Regions from separate parts of the Mus musculus genome. Here region 1 is linked to region 2. Evidence: chromatin contacts called from public HiChIP or PLAC-seq data. All regions are on one chromosome and are shown on one strand. Each heading gives the region's core, a stretch centred on a gene start, on an enhancer-like site or on the middle of the called end of the contact. The rest is flanking DNA. Distances are from core to core; before and after follow the strand shown. Region 1 has its middle 8.5 kb from the start of Wdtc1. Region 2 overlaps Smpdl3b (sphingomyelin phosphodiesterase, acid-like 3B).

Region 1 (4,058 bases), core at 851-3,350, 600 kb before region 2:
GAAGGGTTCCCAGTTGGCAATTAATCAATAAATATGATATCCATAGTTAGGACATCATCTGGTTCAAGATTGGTCAGGGTTGCATGCACAGAGATGAGCTTAAAGCTGCTCTTTGTTTCTGTCCCTACTGGAAATGAGCCGTCTCTCTGGTAACCCTGTAGAGGGATTTAAAAAAAAACAAATGTAAATATGATATGTGATTTCTCTAGTGTGCCAACCTATCAGTTAGAAGCTGTATCTGAGTTTTGTCCCTGAGGGGTGGGTGGGATCAAAGGTGTGTGCTACAGTCACCCTGCCCAAATATTTTATCTTTAGTTCCAAGTCATTCCAGTTTTTAGAGATTTAGAAAGCATAGTTTGAGGGGCTGGAGAGATGGCACAGTGGTTAAGAGCCACTGGTTGCTCTTCCAAAGGACCCAGGTTCAGTTCCCAGCACCCACGTGGCAGCTCACAACCCTTTGCAACCTCAGCTCTTGACCCGTTCACACCGATGCACATAAAATAAAATATTTTTAAAAATCATGTTTGAGCTGCAGGAACTCTTGTAATTTCCTTAAAACATTTTAAATTGGGGTTGGGGATTTAGCTCAGTGGTATAGCGCTTGCCTGGCAGGCACAAGGCCCTGGGTTCAGTTCTCATCTCTGAAAAAAAAATTTTTTTTAAAGTCTCTTAACTTTGTTTTTAATGCAAAGCAACAAAACTGTCCTTTTTATTTAAAAATAAAACTCAAAAGCTTGATGTCCGACATGACATGTGCCCCGTGGCCATCTCCCGTCTAACATTCTAGCATGGAATTAAAACACACAGTTGAAGAAAACCCATTTTGCCGGGCAGTGGTGGCACACACCTTTAATCCCAGAACTTGGGAGGCAGAGGCAGAGGCAGAGGCAGGAGGATTTCTGAATCGAGGCCAGCATGGTCTACAGAGTGAGTTCCAGGACAGCCAGGGCTACACAGAGAAATTCTGTCTCGAAAAACCAAAAAAAAAATTTTTTTTAAACTCATTTTATTCATTTATATTTCAGATTTATATTTCACCATTGTCTGGCTTGAAGAAGTATCTTCTATTCCTAGTTTCTTCTAGAAATTTCTCATGATTGGGGTGTTGAACTTGATTAAAAGCCTTTTCTGCATCTATAAAAGGGTTCCATGTAGCCCAGGGTGGACTCTGCCTCCCAAGAGCTGGGATTAGAGATGTATACCATAATGCCTACTTTTCTCCTCTCACCTCCATCTCCTATTTTTTGTGATACATTTCCTGTAGCCCAGACAGGCATCAAACTTGCTGAGTAGCCAAGGGTGACCTTGAACTTCTGACCTCCCCCACCTCTACTTCCAACTGGTGGGGAAATGGACCTTTGGCATCAATCCTGGTTTATGCGGTGCTGGGGATGAACCCCTGGGTTTGTGCATGCTAGGCAAGTGTTCTACTAACTGGGCTGTGTTCCTAGAATCCCTGATCCGACCCCTTTTTAGAAGTATAGAGATAGTTTTTTTTTTAAGAGGTGATCTCATTACACAACTCTGTTTGGCCAAGGTTGTCTTAAATGCTAGCAGGTCTCTTGCTCAGCTCTAGTATAGGATTACAGGCATGCACAGTCATGCCTGGTAGTTTAGGGGATTTTTGAACAACTCATTTCGTATTTCATTTTTTTCTTAGTGAGCTTGACAAATGTGTGGATTCTGCTTGTTCTTTGGGCCGGCAGATGACCAGACACGGTGAGGTCACTTGACCCATGAGATATCAGTCTTTTTCTACCTCCCCAGCATATAACAGTAACCACTTTGAGACTTCTGGGACTGATGGCTACAGTGTAACTGTGGTAACTTTGTTGATCTTTTAGTTCTAGACTGTAACCGGTATGCCCCTCACTAGGTAGCAAGCTGAGACAGGGTGGGTCAAGAGCCCTCTAAGGCAGTAATGGCATCTAAGTGAGACCTTGACTCAAACTAAAAATAGAAATGATGGATTGGAGATGACTCAGCAATTAAGACCACATTACTGCTTTTTTTTTCCGGAAGACCTGAGGTCAGTTTCCCACACTCACATTGGGCGGCTCACAACAGCCTCTAACTCTAGCTCCTGGGGATCTGGTGCCATCTTCTGACCTCCGTGGGCATTTACCCACATGTGGCACACATAAACACAGGCACAAATATGAATGTAAATGAAATAAAACAAATCTTAAAATAATAATGAGACCAGAGAGACGGTTCTGTGGGTAAGAGCACTGGGGCTCTCTTCCAGAGAATCTATGTTCTATTCCCAGCACCACGTGTAGCATCATCAGCACTAGTACCAGTAGAAGCATCTGTAACTCTAATTGCAGGGGATTTGACACCCTTTTCTGGTCTCCTTTGGGCACCTCCACATAACATGTTACACAGACATAGATGCAGACAAAACACCCATATGCACAGAATGAAAACTAATTATGGCTAAGGGCATAGCTTAGTGGTAGAGCACTTGCTTGTACGTACAAAGCTGTGTGTTCAGTCTCTAGCATACACTCTCCCCACAAGACTCCCTACTTTCTAAGGCAACTTTGTTTGTGGTCACACACAGCCCTTTTAATCCTTATGTTTTGTTTTGTTTTTTGAGACACGGTTTTCTTTGTGTAGCCCTGGCTGTCCTGGGCTTCCCCCAGTAGACCAGGCTGGCCGCCAGCTCAGAGATCTGCCTGCCTCTACCTCCCCAGTGCTGGGATTAAAGGTGTGCACCACCACCAGCAGACGGTCCTTTCTTAAGCCAGAACAACTTCTGTGACCATACATGGTTTATAAAAATAAAGTGGAATTTTTTGCTTGTCACCCACATTGTGAGTTTTGCGGTGGCCAATGGCCAGGAAGAGATACCACTTCATCCTGCTGCAACAGATGGCCACCATGAAAAAAGAGCCTTCCGGTTTCCCTCCCTCTGCCCCTACCTCTCTGTGTTAAGTCACTCATTCCACCTGTCTATCCACCTCCTAATTATCTCCCAGATCTGCCCCTTTACCAGGGACTTTCCTTCTTTGCCTGTGTCACTGTGTTTGTCTTCCTGTCAGCTTTCCTGCCTTCAGTTTGGCCAATGCTGTTCAGTTTCTCCATAACGTAATTCAAGTGATTGGTCCGTGGCTCAAATGGCCGGAGACAGACTTCACGATCTTAGAGTGGCTTTTTAAGATCCTTCTCATCTGCCCACAGCCTCATTTTCAATCACACTCTGCCCTGCCTGGTTGGACTAGTTCCTCAAATGAACTCAAGGATATTTCTTCCCCTGCAAACCTTGCTTCTTCAGGTCACTCTGGTCTCAGCTTGGATACCACTTGGTTCAGGAAGTCCTCCCTTAGCGCTTCCACGTCACCAGGCTGACTTAAGAATCCTTAGTAGCTAGGCAGAGGCAGGTGGGAGTTCAAGGCCAGCCTTGTCTACAAGTGTGTTCTAGGACAGTCAGGGCTACACAGAGAAACCTTGTTTTGAAAAAATCCTAAGTAGGGACTGGAAAGATGGTTACATTTGGCACAATGGTTCATGCGTGGAATCCCAGTTCTTGAGAGGCTAAAGCAAGGGGACATGGAGGTCAGGCTGGGATACACAGTTACTTTCAGACCAGCCTGGGATGCAGAGTGACTCTATCTAAGAAATAAACTGGCTGCGGCAGCCAGGAGGTCATAGCCTGTGTGGTGCTGAAGAGCACAAGTCTAGGAAGATAAGTCTGACTTTCAAGATATTACACTTAGCTACTGCTCTATATCTGTATAACTATGGAATGGGTGTTGATGAAACTGAGACTCTAAGGGCAAAGCCGTTGAAGGTAGCATCACTCGAAGTGATGAAGGCGAAGCTTATGTTCCAATTCCAGTCATCTTGAGTCAGAGGCTGATGTCTTTTCATCCCCCAGATTTTCTTGAGTGGCTCCGGCTTTGACATGGGGCATCAGGAAGCAAGAGGCATCAGAAGAAATAACATGAGCTGCCATGTGGGTACACCTCCATGCCAGAAGAGGGCATCAGATCCCATTACAGATGGCTGTGAGATGCCATGTGGTTACTGGAAATTGAACACAGAACCTCTGG
Region 2 (3,939 bases), core at 756-3,255:
AGCCAGTTTCCTGGGATCAAAGAATTACAATAGTCCCATTTGCCACCTCTGAGTCAGGGAGGTTGACTTATCTCTCAAATCAGCATAAGAATCCTTACTTTAATCCCTGCACTAAGAGGCAGAGGCAGGCGAATTTCTGAGTTCAAGGCCAGCCTGGTCTACAGAGTGAGTTCCAGGACAGCCAGGACTGCACAGAGAAACTCTGTCTCGAAACAAAAAACAAAAAAACGAAAACAAAAACAAAAAAAAAGAAAGAAAGAAAAAAGAAAAAGAAAAACAACAATAACAAAAAAATCCTTACTTCAGGCAGTGGTGGTGCATGCCTTTAATTCTGGCATTCTAGAGGCAAGGGCAGGCAGATCTCTGAGTTCAAGGTCACCCTGGGCTACAGAGTGTGTTCCAGGACAGCCAGAGCTCCATAGGAAAGCCCTGTCTTAAAACCCCACTCACCCTCTAACCTCTTCAAAAAAAAAAAAAAAAAAAAAGAGTCTTTACTTCAACTGCTTAGTGGTGGCACACACCTTTCGTACTTGGAAGGCCGAATGGGGGAAGGTTCACCTGAACTCGTGCCATCTGTCTGAGCACTGTAATATGATTTTTCTCAAAACAAGGCAATGCGGGGAGGGCTAGGAATATGTTCAGTAGTAGAGCATGCAGGACGCCCTGAGTTTGATTTACAGCAACACACACACACACACACACACACACACACACACACACACCCAACTCACACATACACACACCACACACACCAGACACACACACCCACCACACCCAACATACCACACACACACACCCAACTCAGAGGTGTTGGGGCCTCTGGATGTAGTTTCACTTTGACTAGTTACTGACAACTGGTATGGCCTCACCACTAGCCAGGACTTTCTGGAATGAAGAAATGTTCACTGTGGCTGACATCAGAGAGACCAAGTGGTTGGTGCTTGTGGTTAACTGAAAAAGATCATCCTTGAGGCAGGGCAATGCCTCTGCCCGGGTCCTCCGAGGACACCAGACGGAAGTTGGTAACATTAGGCTGGTTGCATTAGGCTGGCCAGCTTGGCCTAACGCATGGCCAGAGGCACGAGCTAGCAGATGCCATGGCACTTGGAAGGTACACTAACCCATCCACTTGCTGAATAGAATGAGGCATTTAATCCCTTTACCCTGGCTTAGGGTTTTGCTCCTGTAGGAATTATTTCAAATATATTAGGGGTTGAAATCTGTATGGAAAGGTTAAATCCCTTCCTATTATAAATAAAAATTTCGGGCTGGTGAGATGGCTCAGTGGGTAAGAGCACCCGACTGCTCTTCCACAGGTCTGGAGTTCAAATCCCAGCAACCATATGGTGGCTCACAACCATCCACAACCATCCGTAACAAGATCTGACTCCCTCTTCTGGAGTGTCTGAAGACAGCTACAGTGTACTTACATATAATAAATAAATAAATAAATCTTTAAATAAATCTTTAAATAAATAAATAAATAAATAAAATTTTCATTTGGGTAAAAAATTCAAAATGTAAGCTCACACTGTCAACTGAGACACCCATCTAAGACAGTAGGGTACTGGGCTCACCAGACAGCAATCACATCTCCTTAGAGAGTCTGAGCCATAGGACCGGACCCACTGGCCACGTGATCTCAGGCCTGGTGACCTCTGAACTTTGCTTCCTTATCAGGAAAGTGGACCTTAGTAATCCAAGCTTCCCAGGGCTGTGGGCAGGGCAGCGGTACTGCGTACGGGAGGGGTAATGATTTGCTTAATCAGACATTCATACCTTAGTGTAAGCAAGTTTTAGGTCCTTTCCACAAATCAGGCATAGGTCAGGAAAGGCAGGCAAGGTCTTTTTCTTTCCCTAAGCTCCTAAGAGCACCTGTGAAGAGAAGTTTAGGACTGACAGGAGCCAGGGCCTGTTTTGGTTTCACATTCAAGTTCTGGTCCCAGCCTTAGACTCGGCTTCCTGTAGGGAAGGAAGCAGGCTTCATTCACAGTTTGAGGAAGTGGAGGAGGAAGTTACATAGGCGGTGGCTGGTGAGGTAATTCCCCCGGCTTCTCCCAACACCAGCCCAGAACACTGGATCGAGGGCAGAGGCTACACCTACTTTCAATATGCAGTCTGCAGTCATGGAGAGCTGGGTGTGCTGGTGTGCACCAGTAGGCCTAGCACTTGGGAGACTGACGTAGGAGGATCTTGGGTTCAAAGCCAGTTCTGTCTCAGAGAGAGACAGACAGACAGACAGAGACAGAGAGAGACTGGTTATGCAGCTCCGTGCTCCACCTTGCTGGCTTCTATTTCCTTTCTCTGTGTTACATTAGATTCCCTTGGTTTGGAGCAAAATCCTGTCAAACACTATAACAAACTTGCCTCCCACAGTGCATGCTGACGTCCTGTCGTGGTGAGCACACCCATGTGAGGAGCACCGTCCCATGGGATAGTCCATCATCCTCTGTTGTGCTCCCCTCTCATTCCCACACAGACTCCCCAGGGTTTCAAGGTCTCCCAACTCATTTGTGTGTAAGCCTTCTCCCCCAGGTCCAATTTTGGTTTTTTTTTTTTTTTTTTTTTTTTTTTGCTCATATCTCACTGAGGTATGCAGGGTCTGGACCTAGCCATAGGCTCTCTGAGTGACTGAACTTGCCCAAGGCCATCCAGCTCCTTGGTGGATCCCGAGTCTGACTGTTCAAACCTATACACTTTTCTCACCTTAATTTGCAAACCAGCACCTGGTTCAGCACTTTGAGGGTCATATGACCCCGTCTCTTATGCACCTTCTGTCAGTACAGGGATGGCAATGGTAAGAACCTTCAACAGGAAGTCACTGGCGGGGGCTGGAGAGACAGTGGTTAAGAGCACCGACTGTATTTCCGCGAAGGTCCTCAGTTCAAATCCCAGCAACCACATGGAGGCTTACAACCATCTGTAATGACATCTGATGCCCTCTACTGGTGTGTCTGAAGACAGCTACAGTGTACTTACATATAAAAAATAAATAAATCTTTAAAAAAAAAAAGAAGTCACTGGCTGAACAGAGCTGGTCCGTAGAACTTTTTCTGGAAACCTGGTGTCCAGAGGAGCCTGTGTTTATCTCAGGGCCGCTTCCTCATCCAGTATTGAGGGAGGTTCTCTTTCCCCACAGGGAGGTTCTGGCACATCTCCGACCTGCATCTGGACCCCAACTACACCGTATCCAAAGACCCCCTCCAGGTGTGCCCGTCGGCCGGCTCCCAGCCTGTGCTAAATGCTGGCCCCTGGGGGGACTACCTCTGCGATTCTCCTTGGGCCCTTATCAACTCGTCCTTGTATGCCATGAAGGAGATTGAACCAAAGCCTGACTTCATTCTCTGGACAGGGTAAGAGCAGTCGGATTTCACCTGTGAGCCGGGCCCCTCACCTCCTCTGTCTCTTTTAATCTTCATCTCAGGTGAATATGCAGGATGTAGAGAACTTGGCCAATCAGCCTGGCACTTGCTCAGTCCTGGGGTAGACACTGGGGAACTGAGATGGTAGAGACAGGGACTGGCCCTCAGAGGGCCTTAGACTTCCAGAGGATCCAGGTGAGCCCAGGGTCCATACTTTTCCAGCCAGCAGGGAGCCACCTGTGGGGGTATGCAAATTGCACAAGGAACCTGATCCACATAGCAGCATAGGAAAGGACTTCCTACAGGATGTGGTGACCCAGGTGTGAGGACCAGGTTCAAGGACAGTTCCAGGTGCTCCCTCTGCCAGTCTCAGTGGATGATTCTAGGAGCTGGGATGAACCCATGACGTTCTTGACTGTCCCTCATTATGAGATGGGAGTGATCATGCCATGGGCTCCATGCAGGAGGAGTGGAAAGGCTAACCCCCTTAAGGAATATGGCAATGTGTCAGGAGGACCTGGTCAGTCCTCAGTTTCTTTGTTTTGGTGGCAGGTACTGGGGTGGGGCTCTGTTTCCA

The links. HiChIP or PLAC-seq counts read pairs in DNA pulled down with a chosen protein or histone mark.
Region 1: an H3K27ac HiChIP or PLAC-seq map of embryonic stem cells shows a contact between it and region 2, with 3 times the contacts expected there. The contact joins two enhancer-like sites. A contact is called at or near these places in 2 of 39 promoter capture datasets (liver and pre-B cells), 2 of 115 datasets of contacts at active chromatin or transcription factors (embryonic stem cells and pancreatic cancer cells) and 1 of 9 other capture datasets (liver).

The regions. Positions count from the first base shown.
Region 1 is chr4:133,345,828-133,349,885 of GRCm38.p6, reverse strand. It overlaps a transcript of Wdtc1 not described here. Among named protein-coding and RNA genes, the nearest start is that of Wdtc1, 8.5 kb to the right of the region's middle. Within about 2 kb of position 2,100, at least 47 of the 459 cell types and tissues checked have an H3K27ac peak or open chromatin away from gene starts, as enhancers often do. A contact at or near this core is called in embryonic stem cells and pancreatic cancer cells, where this site is marked.
Region 2 is chr4:132,745,892-132,749,830 of GRCm38.p6, reverse strand. It overlaps Smpdl3b (sphingomyelin phosphodiesterase, acid-like 3B), which reads left to right. Exons shown (of 8, transcript NM_133888.2): 2 at 3,140-3,353. Among named protein-coding and RNA genes, the nearest start is that of Smpdl3b, 9.3 kb to the left of the region's middle. Within about 2 kb of position 2,005, at least 202 of the 459 cell types and tissues checked have an H3K27ac peak or open chromatin away from gene starts, as enhancers often do. A contact at or near this core is called in embryonic stem cells and pancreatic cancer cells, where this site is marked.